Regions from separate parts of the Mus musculus genome. Here all the other regions are linked to region 2. The links are chromatin contacts, called in public Hi-C maps. All regions are on one chromosome and are shown on one strand. Each heading gives the region's core, a stretch centred on a gene start, on an enhancer-like site or on the middle of the called end of the contact. The rest is flanking DNA. Distances are from core to core; before and after follow the strand shown. Region 1 overlaps Ano10 (anoctamin 10). Region 2 has its middle 9.2 kb from the start of Gm51699. Region 3 overlaps Ano10 (anoctamin 10).

Region 1 (4,111 bases), core at 1,171-3,670, 460 kb after region 2:
TTTTATAGGTTTTGATTTCCTGAGAGTGTGTGTCTGTTTTGTTCTATACCGTACTATCTTTTGTTTGACAGGTGCCCAGCTATTGTTTAGACCACTGCTAAATAAGTATGAGAAAGAAACCCTAGAAAACCAGAATTTATACCTTGTTGGTGCCTCCAATGTCCGACTGTTACTGGGGGCAGAAGCAGTCGGTCTGGTGAAGGAATGTACGGACGCTGCCATGCGGGCCTTCACCTATGGAACACGCCACAACTTTAAAGGTTTCCATGGTAAGCAGCAGAATCTTTTCCTACCCCACCGAGCTTGTTACAGAGAATTGTTTGATTCCTAGATCAGGTGCAGCATAGCATCAACTAGTGAGTATCTAGGCTTGGTGGGCCTTAGTCTCTTCTTAACTACTCAGTTCTGCCATTGGGAGCACACAGTAGCCCTTGACCATAGTCAATGAGAGGCCAGGCTGTCGAGGGCCCTTGGGCCATAACATAACCCTCCGTGGAGTAGATGGACACAGAGTGTACCTCATTTCCTTGTTCTAAGTTCAGGAATGAGTGTGCATGGGCTCCCCAGCAAATGTAAGAGTAACTCGAAACCTCACTTCCTGGGTTTTCTGGCTCCTTCTGATGTGGTGGGAGGGTAGGTGTGTCCTCGAATTTACAGGCATCTCAAAGAGAGTATTCTGGAGACAATAGGGCCTTGGGGTCTGTGAAGGAAGATGCTCTGGCTCCTGACAGAGCTTTTGGAATTAGGCCTCTTGGTACTGACTTGCTGTAGAACATTTCCCCTCAGTGACCTGGTGATCTAGGTGACATTTCCCTCAATAACAAGAGTTGTCTGTCAGAGCTGCTGCTTTCCTGCAGACTTCATTCTCCAGGATGCTTGGTTCCAGTCTGTAGTGAGACCCATGGGACAGTTTGGAGGGGCTTTCCCTTTTAAGTCAGCTTGCCCAAAAGGTTAGAAACATTAGTACAGTTCAAGGATGTGCAAGCTCACACAGCGTCACCCCACAATCTTACCTCCCCCATTAAGGAGTACAACCTCTGGCTCTAAGAAAACCCAGGACAGTGTGTGCTGCTGGGCTGCTGGGGCCAGAGGAGGACTGAAATCACTGAAGGCTAAGTTAGCATTCAGAGACGTACCTTATCCTAAAGTGCTTTGCCACCTGACAGTTTTCCAGTTTTGTACTCTGACCTCTCTGTAGGTTGTTTCGGTTTATGACATTTCTATAACAAGCACAACAATGTAAGCATTACCAATCTCAGATTGCTACTAAGAAAGTAACCAGAAAGTTTTGTTGTATTTTAGATAACAATAATGACTTCCTCACCATGGCTGAGTGTCAGTTCATTATCAAACACGAACTTGAGAATCTTAGAGCTAGAGACGAGAAGATGATCCCTGGCTACCCACAGGCCAAACTGTACCCTGGGAAGTCGCTGAGTAAGTCACTATCCACTTGCATCTCTGAGTCTGCTCTTAACTCTGGTTACGACCCATAAATCTGGATTGCTCAGCAAGTTCCTGCCCCGGTATGTTGTGCCTTCACGTCGCCTACTCTCTCTGTCTGTGACTCACCTGGTTCTTGCAGCGTCTGTCCACCGCATGTGCTGTTGTGTGCCTTTGGGATCTTTGGATGGGACAGTTTCTCATTTGCATTTTCACAGTACTGATTTTTTTGGATACCAAGCTTTTCACATTTCATCTGCACGTGATAATAATGTTTCAGGTGCTGGGTCTCTGCCCACCGCCTTCTCCTCAGCCTGTGTTCAGAAAACCCAATCTCTTTCCTAGGATGCAGATTTGCCTTGATTTGATGGCATTTTTCTAAAATTTAATCTTTTTTGACCTTTTGTTTTAAATTTTGGTGTACTTTTTTTTTAGGATGAATTATCTTGACTTTTTAGAAACCTTCCCCCCCCCCCCATACTCCTCAAAGTGAGCTGCAACAGTTGTTTTTGTGTCTTGCAAACTGTATTCTAGATGCCTAGATCAATGGGGGCTTTTACTTTTTAGTATGGTATTAACACACCATGCTCAGGTGGTGGTGGTGCACACCCTTAATCCTAGCACTCTGGGAGGCAGAGGCAGAGGCAGGAGGACCTCTGTGAGTTCAAGTCCAGCCTAGTCTACAGAGTGAGTTCCAGAACAGCCAAAACTACACACAGAGAATTGATGTCTTGAAAAACAAACAAAAAAATATTTTTTATACTCCATAAAGCAAGAAGACACTTCCCTAGGGCAATTTTCACATCCCATGTTTATTTTCCCCAGAGAAGGATCATGAGAAGAAGGGAGACATAACTTTTCAGTATCTGAATGTGAAGACTGGTTGAGGTTTCGTTGGCTCTCCTTCCTGTCCCAGGCAGCCGCCTCCCCAGCGTTTCTCTTCTGAGAGGCACCGGTCTAGAGAACACTGTGGAACAATAGGGACTGTGCACAGACACTTAACTGTTGTTGCAGATGCTTTGCCCATCCAAGCTTCTGGAGTTACTCCAGTGTGTTCCTTTCCTGGGCTGCTTGGTGCCCCACCACGAATCTGTCTTCATATTGATGAGTGTCTAATACCTTTTCTCCACTGCTTTAGTCGTAAAGTAGGAGTGGCTCAGGCATGGCTGTCAGGCCACAGGTGTCTGCGTCTTTGGGGACGAACACACCAAGCTGCTTCCTATGCCTGTTGTCTCTGAGTCACACTCTGGCTTTGCATGAGGTCATCTTTATCAGGACTAGAAAGCTCCCACCTTGTTGCTTGGTTAGACTGCATGTTTGTGAATTTACTGGACTCTGCAGTGTCTGATAGGCTGTGAGGTTTTGCTCTGTGTCATCAGTGTGTGGACAATGGTGTTCTGGTGTGGGCCTATTCTGACCTCTCCTGGTGAACCCTTCTTATCTTATTAACTCCTGATGAACGCCACTTACTGCTTTTTTAAATGATAGGAATATTTTATCTATTTTTATTGTGTTTTTGACCATTTCTATTTGTCCTAAAATTTAATTTTGCCATTTGCTTTTTAAAAATCATTTGTATTTTGTTTTGTTTTCTTGATCAGTCCTAATCCTGGAGATTGTTGACTATGGGGATTCCATCATGTTTCTGAGGATTTGTTGTCTGTAAGGTGTGCTGTTTGCTTGTTTGCTTTTTGCTGTGTAGCTTATTATTTGCTGCAGGAAGATTTTTGGCAGGTTTCCAGTGCAGACTGTATCCTTCACAGTTGCTAATTACTCTTTGTTTCCTTGTTTAGTGTTGGGTAAGGCTGAACTCATTCTGTGTGCCTGTTTTTATTTATCCTTTTGCTGTTAGCTCTGCTGAGGGTCATTTTAGCTGCATCTGGTGTTAGGATTTATGTCTTTCATGCAGCCCAATCTGCAGGCTTTTCTCCTATGGATATTTCCTTGTTGATGCCATTCAGTTCTGTGGCTCTGGTGGTCAAGCTCTGGGCTCTACTCATACCAGGCAAGCCCTCTCCCACTGAAATGTAATTTGGATGTATACTGTTTATTAATGACCTGCTTTCTGTTGGGCTGTTTGATGTGGTGTTGTATTTCACGTTGAAATTGCTTTTTTCTGTGCTTAAGAAGAAGTTTGTACCTCATGGTGTGTCTTGTTATTTTCCTTTTTTCAGTGAAAATGCTAGGTAATGCCAACTTTAAAATACATCCAATCAAATTTAACATAACATTTTCTTAATTTCTTTGACTTCATGTTTGCATTTTTTAACTTATATCAAAAGTTAAATTCTTTTCTCTTTTTTAAATTAATTTTTAGTTGTACAGAAAATGGATGTTGTGATATTTTCATACACATATATTTCTGACTTCATGTTCCCTTTTCCGTGACCCTCCATTGCTGCCCGCCTCCTCCTGGTCACTCTTCAACTGAAAAGTTCCACCTTCTGCTTTCACATTAAATTTAGATTTGCATATGAGAGAAAAGAAGAGATCTGTTGTCATCATTCCCTGCCCCTCCCATGACTTTTTGCTGCCCCCTCTCCATGTTGACCTCTCCCTACCCATTGCTTAGAGGGTCCGAGGGCCAAACTTTTGGAGGCGCTACTTAAGTGGCTATACTTGATCCATTTCTCTGCAGTTCTCTGTAGGTTGGATCATGGAGTCGACC
Region 2 (3,993 bases), core at 803-3,302:
ACAATTTTTTCTTTCTTTAAATGTGTGTGTGTATGTATACATCTACATACATAATACACACACACACACACACACACACACACGTATGTATATATCCACATGTGAACATGCAGGTACCCACTGCTTGATTATGGGCTGAGGACGGTCTTGGGTGTGAGTCTTCATTTTTTGCTTGAGACAGATTCTCTTTTGTTGTTCTATATAGGTCAGGCTAGCTGGCCTATGAGCTTCTGGGAATTGTCTCTCACACTAGGAGCACACTGAGATGATAAGTACTGTATGTATCAAGCTTTTGTGTGGGCCTGGGACTTGAACTTAGGTCCTCATGCTTGCACAGCAAGTACTTTTACTCACCGAGCCTTCTCCAAAGACTTATATTTATTTCTGACTTCTTTACCCCATAGGAATACTAAAGTCAAGATTCCTAGAGATTTGTCTACCAAGGAGTGGGCTTAAAATCTTTAGTTATTTGTTATCTTGCTCATTTCTCTTTTGTTTGGTTTGAGAGTGTCCCTATGTGTGTAGCTCAGCTGGCTGCTGCATTTTGCTATATCACCCAAGCTGGCCGTCTTCACCCTCCCAAGTGTTGGGATCATAGGTGTGAATGGCATACCTTGCTTTATAACCCCTGATCAACCTCTCAAGTGCTGTGATGAGAAGCATGAATGGCCACACTTGACTTCTTATTTTACAGCTTAATAATTACAACCTTTATTAACTTTTAGAGTCATAGCCTATCCTGTTTAGTATCTTGGCTCTTTCTTTCTGACCTTATTGAGGTTGTAGTTAATGCTGTTGGCTGCCTGCTTATTACACTTTAATACCTTGATTGTTCCCAAATTGTAGTTTTTAATACTGCAGCCATTTCCTCCCTTCTAAGTGGTAGTAAGGATCATAAACCCAAGGGAAGCCTCCCAAAGGACCTCATAAAGTAAACAGCAGGGAAGAGAGTGAGGAGACCCCTGAAACACAGATCCATCTCCAAACAATGCATAACTGCAATACACAAACACAAGAAATATGAAAATGCAGGCAGTGCGACTCATCCAAAGCACATGGCTTCTCAGTGAGATGCCGAAATCCCAAAAAAGTGTTACTTTATTCAAATAAATAAGCAGGCGAGAAGTCGACATGAAACCTGAATAAGAAAGCCAGCAATGTGGCTAAGAAATTCAGCAGAGTAATCGAGACTAGGAGTGAAAACTCAGAAATACTGGAAATGAAAACTCAGCAAAGCATACTTCAATGCGCGCACATATGTGCATCTACACACAATCGTTGGCTCTTGTTATGTTGATCCACCAACTGGGGACCAAGCATTCAAACATATGAGCCTATGGGACCCACAAAACACAGTGGGGAGGCTCTGTCTGCAGCAGTCTATAGGAGCTCGGCACTGTCACAGGGAAGAGACTCTGTGGACACGTAGGCCATCTGAGTGTGGGGTAGCTGGGAGGATGCGAGGGGGAAGCTTGAGGGTTTGGCTTCATTCTCTTCCCAGCATTGCCTTGGGAAAGACTGCTGTTCCCTGGTGGCATGAAGAACATTCATGCTCTTTAGAAGCCCAGGTAACTCAGGGATACAGACAGACAGACCAAAGGAACCCTGCTGGCATTAGGTGTTGAAGAAAGACAGGCATTTTGCCCCTCCTGCTCTGTACAAGGAGTAGGAACAGTATACACTTCTCCAGGTTGTGACCAGGAATGTAAGGAGGGTCCTGTGGTGGAGACAGAAGGCAGTTATGGTGGAGGCTGCAGTGGAGACATAGAAGGCAGTTATGGTGGAGGCTGCAGTGGAGACATAGAAGGCAGTTATGGTGGAGGCTGCAGTGGAGACATAGACGGCAGTTATGGTGGAGGCTGTGATTCACCAGGATGGAGATGAGATACCTGCTGCTCACTCTCCTCAGGCCCAACATCTAGACGTGGAGAGTGCCTTTTCATGAGACCCGAAATGAGACAGCACAAGTCCCCTGAATGAGTTAACGAGAGGACCCAGAATCCTCAAGCCTTCCTTCTGTGTTGTGAGTTTTCCTTTGTAGCCACTAGATGGCAGTGTGCCAAAGGCTATTCCTTATGCCAAAGGCTGTTAACAGTCATGGACTGCTCCTAAATTTTACCTTGTTCTAAGACGTAAAATTATGCCCAGGATTTCTATGTATGAGCTGGGAACCTGCCCCATACGCTCTCAACATGCACACGCGTTGCCACAGCACAACCAGAAGCCGAATGCGCCTAGATCTGGTTAAATGGCACTTCTTGTCCTACTTGGCTTTGCTCCCTTCGGCCATTTTACAATTGTAGAGCATCAGGCAGCAGGGTGACTGTGTCCTTGGCTTGCTTTATAGCCATGGTCAAGAGTTTCATACTAAAGTTCCCAATGCCCACAGATCCCCCAGCATCTAAATCATGAGGAACTCTGCTGTGAAGTTCACAAGTGTGTGCCGAGTGTGTTGAGGGGCTAAGAATTTAGGCCCCTTCACATCAGGGCCATCTCTCTGTTGTCTTACAGAGATCCTGCTTGGGTACTCCTCACTGTCAGGAGTGGTGTTCAGACACCTCCTAAGATGTAGCTAAACGATAAAAACACAGTTTGCTTCACCAGGAGCTGGCCTGTTTGATGCCCTATATGAACAGAGCCCATGCTTAGCTACAGTTACCTTCCTGTTTCTGTTACCATGGCAAACCCTCAAGTAGGAAACTCTAGAAATGAACAATTCACAAATTTTAAATAACTCTGATTGCAGACTGTGGTAATTATCGTGTTTTATAACTAATAGTTATGGTTAATCTCTTACCATGACTAATTTGGAAATTAAGCTGTATCATAGGTGTGTAGGTGTGGGGGAAACCCAGAGTATTCAGGATATGGTACTATTGAGGCTTTCAGATATCTGCCAGGCATATTGGAAGACCCCCCCCCCACACACACACACATTAATAATGCTGGCTGTTGTTCTACGATGAGACCAGAAGCAATTTCATAAGTTTCTCTTTAATCAGTGGCACAGCGCTGATGGCTGTCACCATTATCAGCACGGATGTAGATTTGTTTTGTGACATCCTTTCTAGTGGTTAGACACCAACTTGAAGCTCTCAGAAAGCCTCATATAAAGTCATACATAATTCACACACTAAATGGTGGATCTGGAACTCTGCCTCTTGTCTTCCTGGCTGGAATTTAAAACATAAAAGGATCATTTAGTGCTTGGGCCCTCTTCCTTCTGGAATGTGCTTGACAGAATTCCGGTAAGTGTGAACCATTCCACTAAATCTTTGTTCAAGACTCAAAGACTCACTTTCAGACCAGTGGCAAAGAGCTTTTGAGTGGGAACTATCTCAATTCTAACTAATATGTCAAATTCTGATTTTAAGGTGCCCAATAGATTGAACTCAAATAATCAGATTCCTGTTTGCAATGAACTTTTCTTTGAAACACACCAACAGGCATCATTACAACTTATGTTCTGCACCTACCAGAATATGCCATCCTGTCTGGAAAGGGCATAAATGTCAAAGAGCTTTCCAGAACTGTATGCAGTCTGTCCTCCTTCTCTTCTTTCTGTCTCTCCTCTGAGTTTCCTCCTTCCTCTCTCTCCTTCCACAGCTGACCGAATGCAGGGCTTCATACGTGCCAGGCCTGGTACTATTGAGCTCTGCCTCAACCCCTCTTGACAATACAGACTTGTCATTTTAAAACATTTTTTTATTTAATTAATTACTATTTTTAGTTCTCCGAGACAGAGTTTCTCTGTATATCCCTGGCTGTCCTGGGACTACTAACTCTGTAGACCAGGCTGGCCTTGAACCCAGAGATCTGCCTGCCTCTGCCTCCTGAGTGCAAGCAGGTGTGCCATCCTTGCCCAGCTACACTTTTTTTTTTTTTAAGAAGGGTCTCATGTAGCCCAGGATGGACTTTCACTCACTATGTAGCCCAGGATGACCCTGACCTCCTGACGCTCCTGCTCCACTCCCAAGTGCTGGGGTTGCAGGT
Region 3 (3,858 bases), core at 539-3,038, 490 kb after region 2:
GTTGACAACCCAGAGACCTCTCAACACTTATGATTAGAGCACACTCTTTTTTAAAGTAACATTTTGATGACAATTTTTTAGATTATTTTGCATTTTTAAGGTATTATGGTGGTTAACATATTTCTTGCCCTAAAATATAGGCAAAGGCAAGCCCCTCACTTTGGAAGTGATATTTTTTTATTCACAGTAGCATGGTTTCAGAAAATATACTAAGGTGGGGTAAGAATGTAAGCACTGGGAAGCTCACAGCCCAGAGTGTCTGAGTCCTGCTGTGAAGCAGGAGAGCAGGGTGGACCCTCAAGGAATCATACACTGTGGAGAGCATGGTGGTCTAGCTCTGAGGACGCTCACCAGTCACTGCCTCTTCTCAGCCTGTTCTGGGCAGTTCTTTCTCCCCCTCCCTCCCTTCTTCCCTCCCTTCCCTTCCCTCCTCTCCTTCCCTTCCCCTTTCTCCCTCCCTCCCTCCCTTTCTCCCTTTCCCCCTCTTCCTCTCTCCCTTCCTCCCTCCCTTCCCCTCTTCCTCCCTCCCCCCTCCCTCTTTCCTTGTGCTCTTGCTCTCAGCAACAGGAGAACCTGCAGCTCCTGCTGAGCTTCCTTGTTTACATAAGGATATCTCCCACCTTCCACAGCTCCCCAGGTCTGTCTGCTTCCCTTTGCCGAATTCTTTGGCAGCTCCGACTATGGTCCCAGCTCTTGGCACCTGCCACCCATGTGTTCCTGCAGCGCTGCAGAGCAGCTGGAGTAACCAGTGATACAGGAATGCTCTGCAGAACAGCGATTTCCTGTTCAGCCTCTGCCCTCGTGCAACCAGATCTCATCACAACCCTGGCTGAGGGTCTGTTCTAGAGGAGAGGAGACAACCATTCGTCCCTCTTCAGGAGGTGGCGGCACTTCAGAGTGACCATTGCAGGGCTCATTTTTTTGAGTTTTTTACCTTGGTTTAAATGTTCTTTCAGTGTTTAAGATGTTGGTTGGGGTCTGGTCAGGCACTGCCTCAGCGGCTCATGTTTCTGTTACATCACCATGTTGGATTTGCTTTCTTTGCTGAGCCTCTGTCACTCTGTCACTCTGTCACTCTGTCACTCTGTCCCTTCAGCAGATCGATTGCTCAGTAGCTTCAGAGGGGCTTTGGCTTCTTTTGTGGACCCCAAGGTGCCATGATGCAGACAGGACCAGAAGTTAGTAGACTGGCATTATGTGTAAAATGCAGCTGCCTGTATCTGTCCCTGGCTAATAAACACTTTCCCAGGGACGGGCATACATTCAGAGTTGTAAAGATGAATTACAGCTTTCTAACATTGTTAAGTGCCAAGAGGGGCAAAGGGTCTGAGTTTTTCGTTTTACATATATTGGGTAAAAGAAAAAAAAATGAATGTTTCAACTGAAGGTGTGTGCGCCTTTGTGTGAGTATAACATACTTGCGTGTGTGTATGTGTGTGTGTGTGTGTGTGTGTGTGTTGTAAGTTGGGCTCAAGCTGAGCCTCAAAGTCAAGACTGCCTCTGACAGATCGGGCGCAGGTGGATGATGAGCTGCAAAAGATACAGACACTGCTGTCCTTAAGCCACGGGCACTCATGCCTGGGTGACCACACAGGCTTCCCTTGCTCTTTCCATATCAAAGCCTCACGCAGAAGCTAATTGGTACCATCTGTGCTGATAATGAAGTCTATGATGTGGCTACCGGTGCGAGGAACTTGCTGAAGGGGTTTCACAGTCAGGGTGAGATGGGAGCAGGGAGAGTAGTTTTGTGGAGGTTCAGTGCTAACCAGCCATAGAAAGGGAACTGAAAGAAAGAGCAGCCAGGTGCCACCCCACGCTGAGTGCGTGCTCAGTAAGATGTGTGACAGAGTGCTCACATCCCCATGTGTTAAAGTTCCCCTGAGACTGCTGGAATATTCATCCTGCCCAAAGTGGGTGCCTCCTCTTTCAGTGCTTCTGTCCTCTGCCTCTCTGCCTCTCTGTCTCTCTGTCTCACACTCACACTCACACACATACTTACATACACTACACACACACACACACACACACACACACACAGAAGCACTCAAGCATGTGTACAAATTCACAAGTGAGAATAACAGGAGGTGTTAGTTGGTCATTTTATCCTGAGAGGAAGGACAGATCCTAGGCATTCCTCCTCAGCTCTCCTGTATTGCACACATCTTAGTCAAGGTTTTTAGAGAAACTGTGCTCCTCCAGGGGAATCGGTGTGAGAGTGCACATGCATGTGTGTGAGGCACATGCATGGCATAGCACATGTGTGGCTGTCAGACAGTCACAAGTGACACTCCTCACCTTCCACCTCATTTGAGACACTCTTGTTTGCTGCTGTATACCCCACCCAGGTTTGCTGATCCGATCACTAGCTGACCTGTCTCTGCTGATAGGATTCGGGGATTACACGTGTGTGCTCCCACATCTGTCCTTAGGAGTGCTGTGGGGATTTGAACTCACATCCCCACACTTGCACAGTGGATACTTTACCCACTGAGCCAGCTCCAGCCTCTGTATTTTCATGTGGTTACCAGTAGGAAGCTTTATTGGTATCTGTCTTTTGACACCATTTCATTTTGATGTTAGTCAAAAGCATATGGAAACTAGAGAGGCATTTCCAGGGAGGAGTGTGCTTTCCGTTAATCCACGTGTGTCATCTTTGAATAGTAATGCAGTCATATGACTCAGAATTCAGAAGGCTCAAGGTCATGCATGCATTAGTGTACCAGCCACGGAGTCCCTGCTGCACAGCCCGTAAGCCCGGCTCCCTGTCAGTGCATCTGTGGGTAAAGTGCAGATAGCAAGCACAGCTAATCACAGTGGTCGCCAAGCAGGCTGCAGCGCATTTGCTTCATACTTGATTGTCTAGTAGAGATGAGAGTTTCACTGGCAGTCTCAGGGGTGTTGATGTAAAGGAATGCATATGTCAGCTGACCTGATGCTATTAAGCTTTAGAATGTACAGCCTATGGTGTTGCACAAAGCAGATCTGACCTTTTCTAAGAAGTTCTTGTACCATGAAATTGACAGGCTGAGGAAGGTGATTAGCATAGCTGCTGTCTCAAGCCTGGGCCAGTGGCACCGACAGTTTGACAAGATTGGAAAACTGAAAACTGCCTGTGGATAACAACAGACATTCTGCCTTGCTTTCACCAGCACTGGGAATGGGCTGAGGCCAGAGCCAGGGGAACATCTACTTGTGGATTTATTAGGTTAAAAAATAAGAACAAACCCTTTAGAACTGTCCGAAGACTAGCAGCTTTGGGTGGAGAATCATGTTGGGTTTTGTTTTGTTTTATTTTTTGTTTTTTGTTTTTGTTGTTGTTTCTCAGTACAACTCAGCAAGTGTTGCATTAATGAGCTCTTGGAACTTTTTTTTTTTTTTTTTGAGACAGGGTTTCTCTGTAGCCCTGGCTGTCCTGGAACTCACTTTGTAGACCAGACTGGCCTCTAACTCAGAGATCCGCCTGCCTCTGCCTCCCAAGTGCTGGGATTAAAGGCGTTCGCCACCACCCCTGCCTGGCCTGAGCTTTTGAAACTTTAAGCTTCAAGATGAAGTAACTAGGCCGTGGACCTACACTCTGACCCGCAGGCAGAGGGTGGTGATTCTTTGATCTGCCTGTCTTTCCAGCTTTTAGCCCCACCCACACTCCCTCCCTGCTGGACTTACCTCCCCCCTTGCCCAAGCTCCCTTCTTTATTTCCTTCGATAATTGAGATATTCTTTTCTTATATGAACTAGCCAGCTGCAACGCGACAGTTGCTGTCATAGCCCTCCATCTTGCTCTGTTCTTCTCAGGCCTTTGATGATAACTTGGCCTGGGAATGAGCAAAGGCATATTGAGCTGCTTTGGGCTCTGGCCCTG

What was found. A called contact is a pair of places that touch in the nucleus more often than the background predicts.
Region 1: a Hi-C map of the N1E-115 cell line shows a contact between it and region 2, with 6 times the contacts expected there. The contact joins two enhancer-like sites. A contact is called at or near these places in 15 of 484 Hi-C or Micro-C datasets (the C2C12 cell line, the HL-1 cell line, the N1E-115 cell line and 8 more) and 1 of 115 datasets of contacts at active chromatin or transcription factors (embryonic basal ganglia).
Region 3: a contact with region 2 is called in a Hi-C map of the N1E-115 cell line, with 7 times the contacts expected there. The contact joins two enhancer-like sites. A contact is called at or near these places in 3 of 15 datasets of contacts at CTCF or cohesin (the NIH/3T3 cell line, pro-B cells and stem cell-derived epiblast-like cells), 52 of 484 Hi-C or Micro-C datasets (the AML12 cell line, the C2C12 cell line, the G1E-ER4 cell line and 28 more) and 5 of 115 datasets of contacts at active chromatin or transcription factors (T-cell acute lymphoblastic leukemia, astrocytes, embryonic basal ganglia and 2 more).

The regions. Positions count from the first base shown.
Region 1 is chr9:122,268,525-122,272,635 of GRCm38.p6, reverse strand. Ano10 (anoctamin 10) reads left to right here. Exons shown (of 13, transcript NM_133979.3): 3 at 72-269; 4 at 1,303-1,437. Among named protein-coding and RNA genes, the nearest start is that of Mir8106, 3.4 kb to the left of the region's middle. Within about 2 kb of position 2,420, at least 13 of the 459 cell types and tissues checked have an H3K27ac peak or open chromatin away from gene starts, as enhancers often do. A contact at or near this core is called in the N1E-115 cell line, where this site is marked.
Region 2 is chr9:122,727,805-122,731,797 of GRCm38.p6, reverse strand. No RefSeq gene overlaps it. Among named protein-coding and RNA genes, the nearest start is that of Gm51699, 9.2 kb to the left of the region's middle. Within about 2 kb of position 2,052, at least 10 of the 459 cell types and tissues checked have an H3K27ac peak or open chromatin away from gene starts, as enhancers often do. A contact at or near this core is called in the N1E-115 cell line, where this site is marked.
Region 3 is chr9:122,239,936-122,243,793 of GRCm38.p6, reverse strand. All of the region lies in intron 11 of Ano10 (anoctamin 10), which reads left to right. Among named protein-coding and RNA genes, the nearest start is that of Mir8106, 32 kb to the left of the region's middle. Within about 2 kb of position 1,788, at least 53 of the 459 cell types and tissues checked have an H3K27ac peak or open chromatin away from gene starts, as enhancers often do. A contact at or near this core is called in the N1E-115 cell line, where this site is marked.